Linked DNA regions of Mus musculus: region 1 is linked to region 2. The links are chromatin contacts, called in public Hi-C maps. All regions are on one chromosome and are shown on one strand. The core of a region is the stretch at or near the end of the contact, and the rest is flanking DNA. Distances in the headings are between cores, read along the strand shown.

Evidence for each region. Hi-C and Micro-C count contacts between places; a contact is called where the count stands out from the background.
Region 1: a Hi-C map of the N1E-115 cell line shows a contact between it and region 2, with 6 times the contacts expected there. The contact joins two enhancer-like sites. A contact is called at or near these places in 1 of 15 datasets of contacts at CTCF or cohesin (the NIH/3T3 cell line), 3 of 484 Hi-C or Micro-C datasets (3T3-L1-derived adipocytes, the N1E-115 cell line and cranial neural crest) and 2 of 9 other capture datasets (adipose tissue and pancreatic islet).

Annotation. Positions count from the first base shown.
Region 1 is chr6:115,270,644-115,274,828 of GRCm38.p6, forward strand. It overlaps Syn2 (synapsin II), which reads left to right. Exons shown (of 13, transcript NM_001111015.1): 11 at 3,553-3,613. Among named protein-coding and RNA genes, the nearest start is that of Timp4, 21 kb to the left of the region's middle. Within about 2 kb of position 1,473, at least 87 of the 459 cell types and tissues checked have an H3K27ac peak or open chromatin away from gene starts, as enhancers often do. A contact at or near this core is called in the N1E-115 cell line, where this site is marked.
Region 2 is chr6:115,198,624-115,202,964 of GRCm38.p6, forward strand. The region is part of intron 1 of Syn2 (synapsin II); the gene reads left to right. Among named protein-coding and RNA genes, the nearest start is that of Timp4, 51 kb to the right of the region's middle. Within about 2 kb of position 2,793, at least 2 of the 459 cell types and tissues checked have an H3K27ac peak or open chromatin away from gene starts, as enhancers often do. A contact at or near this core is called in the N1E-115 cell line, where this site is marked.

The DNA of each region.
Region 1 (4,185 bases), core at 223-2,722, 71 kb after region 2:
AAGAACTACCCTCCGTGTGCACAAGATGACAGGAAACTAGTTAGCAATATCTTTTCCATTGATACATGTAGTTCTCACACTGTAGATTTACTCTTATTTAAACAAAAACAATGGCGTTACCATATATTATTCACTGGCTAGGACTTTATAGTTTATAAAGCTCATTTGATGTTTTTAAGCCTCAAAACTCTTATGTGAGATATGGAGGTTGTAATTCTTTATGTGTTGACATATCAGGAAAGACAATGAAGATGACCTATCCAGAGTCACCTGGCTGCTAAGAAGAGCTGGACCATCTGACCCCCAGCTCAGAAGGGTCTGTGTAATACCATGCACCGGGGCTTTTTGGTATGCCTGTGAGGGGGAAGGAAAGAAAGGGAAACCTGGGCACTCGTGGTGCCGTATGAGGAAACTTGCTCTCCTCCATTGATAGCCAGATGCTTGACCTGTCACTTCACCAGCTGCTTCATGGGACATTCATCTCTTCTGCCCCCCAGCCCCTTTGATTGCTAAAGCCCCACAGACCCAGCAGAGCAGGATATTAATTAGCCTACCAAACCTCTATGGGCGGCAGCTTGCTCTCCTCACCGAGGAGTCCCTCAAACCCTATGCCTTCGGGATATCTCTGTTCAGGCCCAGCAGCCCTGGGGCTTTTCTTGCCTCAAGACTGCACTGCTATCTCTTACCTCTGTCATCCAAAGAACTCAAATGCACAAAGAATTAGTGGAAGCCTAGAGACGAAGGAGCCAGCAGAACTCATCTGCCTGTGACAACTTGCATCCCCTATATAGTATCTCTGGCCAGAGTTTTTCTAGGTGCTAGTTGAAGAGTTCTCACAGTGGGACAGTCAGTGTTACCTAGGCTACCACTGACATGATTGACACTAACTCTGGTGCTGCCAGGGTCACATCATCGTTTAATCCTTGTAGTCTGACCATTTGGGGAAGCCAAGATGCAGAGATGTAACTTGTCAAATCTCATAAAGAAAGTGTTTCCAGTCTCTCAACCCCTATCTCTTCACAGACCCTACCAATGGACCCCTCCAAAGAGGTGCCCAGCGTGGTGACTGCTTTCTAAGGAGGCTTGACCAAGCAAGAAGGGAGGGCTCCCCTCCCCCATTAAGACACAAATGCACCTTCAGCCACATTAGTTTAGGCAGTGGTATCAGACTGACAGCCACTTGCAGTCTTTCCATAAGCTCGGTTTCACGGGGCTTTGTTTTGTAGGCAGTTAAAAGGCTCTTTTCCTCCTCCCTGTGTGTGTGCAGCTGGCCACGGGAGCTGGACTAAACATTCTTACCTGTTTGAGTCAACCAGCTTCCTGAGAGAAACTCTGCTGCTCAGGCTGACCACGAGGTCCTGCCTTGGGCTGGCTATATGCCAAATTTTGGCAGTGACGCCAGAGTGGCCAGACTTCTGTGGAATTCAGCATCCCAGGAGGCTCTTGGTGACTGGAGACAGATCCCGTGGTAGCCAAACCCCACAGGGAATAAGCCCTCAGCCCCTAGCAGACAGCAGGCTTGTGGGAGGAGCCAGAGTGTCTCAGCCTGGCAAGGGACAGTCCTAGGGGACTCTCCTCCTGGCTTCCTCAGCCCCTGAGAAGTCTTCCATCCCCAGCCTCAGTGGAACCAGGGACAGGAGAAACTCTTCAGGCGCCATCAAGGGTAGCCAAGGCACATTCCCAGGCTCTGGCCTCTCTCCCCAAAGCCTTGGGAAGGGCACTTTGGGGCTCATTTTATCCTTGAATGTCTCACGTGTGTATTTCTGTGACTGAGGAGAGCCAGGGTCAGCCTGCATGGTGGGTGCCTCCTGTGAGGCCTGAGGGAGAGCACTGGCAAGCACCAGTCTAGATGCTTCACATGACCTCGGAAAGAGACTATCAATAAGGTTGGGACCAGAAGGCATGCATTCTTTTAGGACATGTGGGGAACTGAAGGCTAGAAAGGTTAGTTCCACTGTGCTGGAGCAACTGGGAATCTTGGTATAACATCTTCTACTACATACAGCATTGTGAGGTGTAAAGGACAGGTCACATAAAGGCCCATTTACGTGGGACACAGTAAACACTCGGGAAATTTCAGGAGAATTAAGTGGCATGTCTAGGGAGAAGTTTTAAGAGGGGAACAGTGGCCATAGGGAACAAAGATTGGAGAGATGAGTGGGGAGGATTAGGAAGCTAGTTTAGAGGGACCCTGATGCATGAGTGGCGTAGGTGGCCACCAACTGGCTTAATGCTTAAGTGTGTATCTCAGTGTCAGAACTCAGAGCAGGTCTTCTGGAACCAGTTAGAGTCTTGGAAGAAAGGGATGTTTTGTTGTTGAAGGTGGCTGACAGGTAAGATGGGCTTCCCTGCTGTGGGGTACTAAGGATAATGCAAAGGCCAGGCCTGGTACTGTATAAACTTCTATACAGTTAGAGTCATGTCATCATTGAATGGCTGAGCACTGGGAAGAGAACACTTCTACTTCAAGGGTATTTGAGCTAAAAAGTGGCCCTAGGGAGCAGGAGAGACATGGCCAGCCTCAGCCACAGGGGCAGTGCGGGGCAGGGAGGAGAGACATGGCCAGCCTCAGACACGGGGGCAGTGGGGAGCAGGGAAGAGATGGCACTGAGGTGGGAATAGGGCTTGGGGCCTTCTCCTGAGGGCAGAGGGCACTGAGAGGGAAACGGGAGGCCGACTGAAGGCACATTTAGCCCACTTTGCAGCCCAGCTTGTGGAGGCACACTCTGACATCACCATCGGCCCACTTGGCACACTTTGGCTTTAGAGAATGTTTCCGGCACACTGAAGACAAACCCCTAACATGAACTGCCTGAAACACAAATGTGAGACAAACGAAGTCACATGCATCTTTGATCCTGTCAGGACATAATCAGAATCCCAGCTGGGAGGAGAGGAAGCGTAGGAGTGGAGCCATGCCGTCAGGCAGACTATAATTCTGCGTTCTGAGACAGCAAAACAACTTGGCCTTGAGCACTTTACCAGTATTAGCATCTTACCCCCATTCAGGTCCCTCTCTCTCCGGCGGTACAGCCTAGCCCAAAGAGTAGATCAGAACCCCACTAGCTCCTGAACTGACCCCACCCTACGGTTCATCACGATTAGAAAGCAGGCACACATAAGCTCATACATCTACCCCACCCTACCCAGACCTCATCACCACCCCTCCCTAAGAGCCATGGGCAACCCAGTTGCTCTCCTTTCAGAAGCTGGGAACAGAGAGTAAGTACAAATAGAACCTGGATGTCAGGGTGAGGGGTGACGACAAAGCACAGACTTAAAGTTCCAGGTAGAGTAAGTCTACCATGAGCAAAATGGAAGGGGCATGAGGAGGCTATGGTGTCCATCAGTAATTCCAAGACCCACACTGCCAACTTAAGACCAGCAACAGCCCAGAGGCTGAGGGTCCTTGGTGGTCTGCACATCAGGATTTCCTGAGCAGGCCCTGGGACCCCAGCATGGGCTTCCACTGAACTTGTCTCTGGCGTTTGCTTGGAGCTTTGGTTTTATCTCTTGTGGTATTTTTTTGTTGTTGTTATTTTTGTCTTCCAGAGTGGAACACTTAAGGAACCGGACTCCAGCAAGACCCCTCCTCAGCGGCCACCTCCCCAAGGTTGTTTACAGTATATTCTCGACTGTAATGGCATTGCAGTAGGTCCAAAACAAGTCCAAGCTTCTTAAAGCGATCAGTAGTTAATTTTCAAAACAGAAAACTTAAGCCAAAAATAAAAAGAAGAGAAAAGAAAGGAAGGCAGGGAGGGGAGCGGCAGATGCTCCGCAGTACACTGCTGTGTCCTCTCAGTGCTGACTGGACTGTTTCTCCTATGCAGTGTCAGCCCCCTGTCTGGTTGTTTACCTGTCCCTGTTTGTGCTTGTAATGCTTCTACGTTCTTCTGTATAATGTGTGGTTCCAGGGCTGTTTGTTAACAGTGTACAAAAGAATCGTGCCTCTCTTAAGTCCAGTGGGACTGTTTTCTGGGTGGTTTGATCGTGTTTTTAAAGCATCACATTATGAGGGGTGAGGTCCTAGCCCTGGGGTGGTTGGGAGAAACAGCCACTACAAAGAGGCCCAGCTTCTCTCCTCTTCCCTCAGGCTCAGCCTCACCTTCTCGCACTTACCTCCACGAGTGCTTGGGTCTTCATTGAACTGTGTTTAACTTCCTCCCTGCATGACTAGGGTAAATA
Region 2 (4,341 bases), core at 1,543-4,042:
AACCATCTGTAATAGGATCTGATGCCCTCTTCTAGTATGTCTGAAGTCAGCCACAGTGTACCCACATATACAGAATAAATAAATCTTGAAAAAAGTGACACTTCCTATTTAATAAAATATATGAACTTACACATTCATGAAACTTCACAAGGTTCATGTAGAACCTAAAAGAGTTTAGACATATAATGAACCATTAAATGACGAACTTAAAGAGTAGAAAAGAAAAAGAATGATTCACCATATACAAGAGAGCCTCAGAAAGATTAATAGCTTTTTTCTTTATTTACAAAACAGCTTATTTCTTATCAGAAACCATAGTGGCACAAGGCAGTGAGTTGACACACACATACATATATACTATATACATATACTTTAATCTTACATTTTCTATATATATTAAAATTTTAAATTTATATGTTTATTTATATTAAATATGTAAATATAAACATAGTATTTAAATATATAATGTTTTTGACATTTTCCTTCAAAAATAGAGGATAAGGGCCAGAGAGATGGTAGACAAATGCCAGACAAGCGTGAGGACTGTAGTTACAGGTGTTTATGACCTATCTAACATAGGTGCTGGAAACCAAACTCAGGTTCTCTGGAAGAACAAGAAATTCTCTTAACTACTAAGCCATCTCTCCAGTCCCAAATCTAAAAGTTTTTATATAGAAAAGCATACCTTTTTCTGCTCACAGTGCTATAAAACTACCAACAATAACAAAAACAGAAAACTTTGGAAATATACAGATCATGAAAATTGAGCATATTATATTGATTAAAAATTAAGAAAGAGATGAAAAGATTTATTAAAAGGATGAAAATTAAAATATTGTCTCCAAAATTCTATGCAGTTCATCAGAAGCAGTACAAAGAATGGAGTATAATTTATAAAGGCCAGTACTACATTAAGAATTTCAACTAATCAGTGAATCTTTTTTTTTACAAATAAATATTTTTTATTTTATTTTTTAAAATTAGGTATTTATTTCATTTACATTTCCAATGCTATCCCAAAAGTCCCCCACCCGCTCCCCCACCCACTCCCCCACCCACCCACTCCCACTGTGAATCTTAAGCAGTTAGAAAAATGAAAAAAGCAAAAGGAAAGAAACAGTAAGCAGCAGAGCAGCTATAAATAAAATGCAGACTAAAAACGACAAAAGAGCAATAAAAAAAGAGTTGGCTTTTCAGAGGGGAAAAAAATTGCAAGTCATGGCCTAGACTAAGAGAAAGTGGCTACAAGTAAGTCAAATCAGAAATGAAAAGGGAGACATCACAGTTGACAATACAAAAACACAAGGAATCACTAGACATTATGATGAAAAACTACACTAACAAATTTGATAGTCTGGAAGAAATATAAATTCTTGAACACAACGGCCTCATCAAGACTGGCTCATGAAGAAATAGACAACCTGAACAGGTTGCTAAGCTATGATAAGATTGAATCCATAAGCAGTAGACCTCTAATGAAAAGCTCAGGCTCAGATGACTTCACTGCTGAGGTCTATTAAACACTTAAAGAATGACCAATTCTCGTTAAGTGATTCCACACCCCCCCCAAAGAAACTAAGAGAAAGGAATCTCAAAATTCATTCGATAAGGTCAACATTTCGTTGATACCAAAACTGAACAAGGATGGAAAGAAATCCCCCGATAAACAGAAATGGACACTTCAGCTTGTTGAGCTTTTTGAGTTCTGGGGACTATATCTTGTATAGTCTGTATTATTATTATTATTGGCTAATATTCACTTATTAGTGAGTATGTACCATGCATGTCCTTTTGGGTCTGAGTTCTCTCACTCAGGATGATATTTAACTTTTTTAAAGAGCAGAGTAACAAAATTTGAATGAGAAACATGGTGATGCTGTAGGAAAGCATGAATTTGATTTTCCTTTAAAAGTGTTTCTTAATTTTGAGCATTAATTTACCAGGCAGTGGTAAGCACAGTACAGCTGGCTGTTTCTGAAGCCATGATCATCCCTTTGAAGTGCATCTTTTTCCCTCCATAGCCAGACACTGCAACGAGGTGAGAAGGAACTACTTGTGTCTCTGACAACATAGTTGAATTTTCTGAGCAGTCTGGTTTTAGCTGTTCAGTTCTACCTGAGAGTGCACTTATATCGGACTAGGAGTTTGCATTCTGTTATGCAAGAGAAATAAGGTCTGACCCTTTTTGTGTATCTAGACCTTTCCGTGTGTCCAAAAAGTCTGAGGAAGATTTTTCAAAGACTTTTTTCCTAATATGCCTTGCCCCTCTGTAGCCTGAGATAACTTTCACTTCCTGAGCACTGCAGTCTTTTATTTATTCAGTGTTTGACATGATAAACCGCTAACAAATGTTTCAGTGATAGATAAGAATGCTAAGAAGAAAAAGTGAAGCTCTATGTCTTCCAGGGGTGTTTGTCTCTAGAAGTCTGAGAAAGTGAAGGGAAGAACACCTGAGATCAGGAATTCTTATCTAGGAAAACAAAAATCAAACTCAAACTGTGATATGGAGTCCTTTGGTGCATAATTTACATAACTGCATTAGGAAGTATTCTCTCCTAAGATTTTTGAGAGAACATAAGAGTTCTTTTGTACTCTGTCTTAGCTAGGGTTCCGTACTCCTAGGAAGATTCTATTGTGGCTTGAAAGGAGACTCCATCTTATCCTAGACTAATCCAGCCATCTTGATGTGCATGATGAGGTCCTACAGGTCTGTGGTTTCCGACGCGGACATGGTTTCTATAGTACTTTGGCCATGTGACACCTGTTTACTCATTCACAGCTATGTGGTCAGACGTCATGCTTGTAGGTTTTGTGCTTATAGTCACACAAAGTCAAGATTACGATATCTGGGTGTTGGGAAGAGTCCATTTTCTAAGCGTATTCTTGTTGGCAGAATTCTGCTTCTTGTGGTTATAGACTGAGATGAACCAGCAATCACTTAGACACCTGGAGGCCACCTACATTTCTTCACATGTGGCCCTGTCCATCTCACATTGTCTTGTGCTTCATATAAATTTTGCATATATCTCATAGAAGCTTTCTTATTTAAAGGAAAAAATACTTGAAGTTAGACATCAGAAGTATTAACTATTTCTTACTGCCTACATTCAAACAGATACCGACAATAATTTCTATGATAAATTTATCTTTGGAATTGAAATGCCATTACTTTGGGATTATCTAGTGCCAAATTGTTTTCTTCCTGCTTGAATGTTTTCCTTTTTACATCCTTATTAAACCTGTAGTTTTCTCTAATGGATGGTGTTTCAGTATAATGACATTTACTCCACCCTTATTGACAATCTGCTGAAAAAGTAGATTAGCAGATATCTACCAGAGAGCTTGTCAGTATAATGATGTCAAAGTAGATTAGCAGATATCTACCAGAGAGCTTGTCAGTATAATGATGTCACTGTTATCAGGCGGAATAATGTAATTCTCTTAGTTTAGTTGTGAATGGTCATCCTGAGAGGTCATTCCCATTTGAGATGACTCATGTGGGTTTCTGGAATATGGCACTGTGCATTAAAGGAGGCCATGTAAGGGGAAGCAATGTCACCTCTCTCTCTCTCTCTCTCTCTCTCTCTCTCTCTCTCTCTCTCTCAGTCTCTCTCCTCTCTCTCTGTCTCTCTCCTCTCTCTTCTCTTCTCTTCTCTTCTCTTCTCTTCTCTTCTCTTCTCTTCTCTTCTCTTCTCTTCTCTCTCTCTCCCCTCTCTGTCTCTCTCCTCTCTCTCTGTCTCTCTCCTCTCTCTCTGTCTCTCTCCTCTCTCTTCTCTCTCTCGCTCTCTCTGATTATAGACAGGTTTCTCTGTTTAGCTCTGGCATTGTGGAACTCTTTCTGTAGACCAGGCTGGCCTCAAACTGGGAGATTCATCTGCCTCTGCCTCCTTAGTATTGGCATTAAAGGTACACTACTACCACCAAGCTAACTCAACATTTCTTAAAGTGATTTGACTATAGGATCTCTACCATAGAACACTCAACAAACCACAGAACACAGTTTGGGAAGGACCAGTATCTTCTAATGTAAGGAAGTCCACCCAAATCTCAGAGAGCATGCGTGAATGCTTATTGTAAGAAGTGTCGTCATCACTCATCATCTGGCTACATTACCTTTATAACCACAACTGGAGAATCTGAGGCCATTCAGGCCTGAAGAGACTTGCCCAAGATATTGCTAGGCTAATGTCTCCAACCGTCCAATGTCTGGGATCCAACTCACGATCTTCTGGGCTCCTCCAAGGGCTTGGGTCACTTCTCCAGCCATGCCCTTTGTAGCACACGTGTCATCCTCTAGGCTCCAGATGCCTGTACTCCACTGCTGCTGCTGCTTTGGGTGGT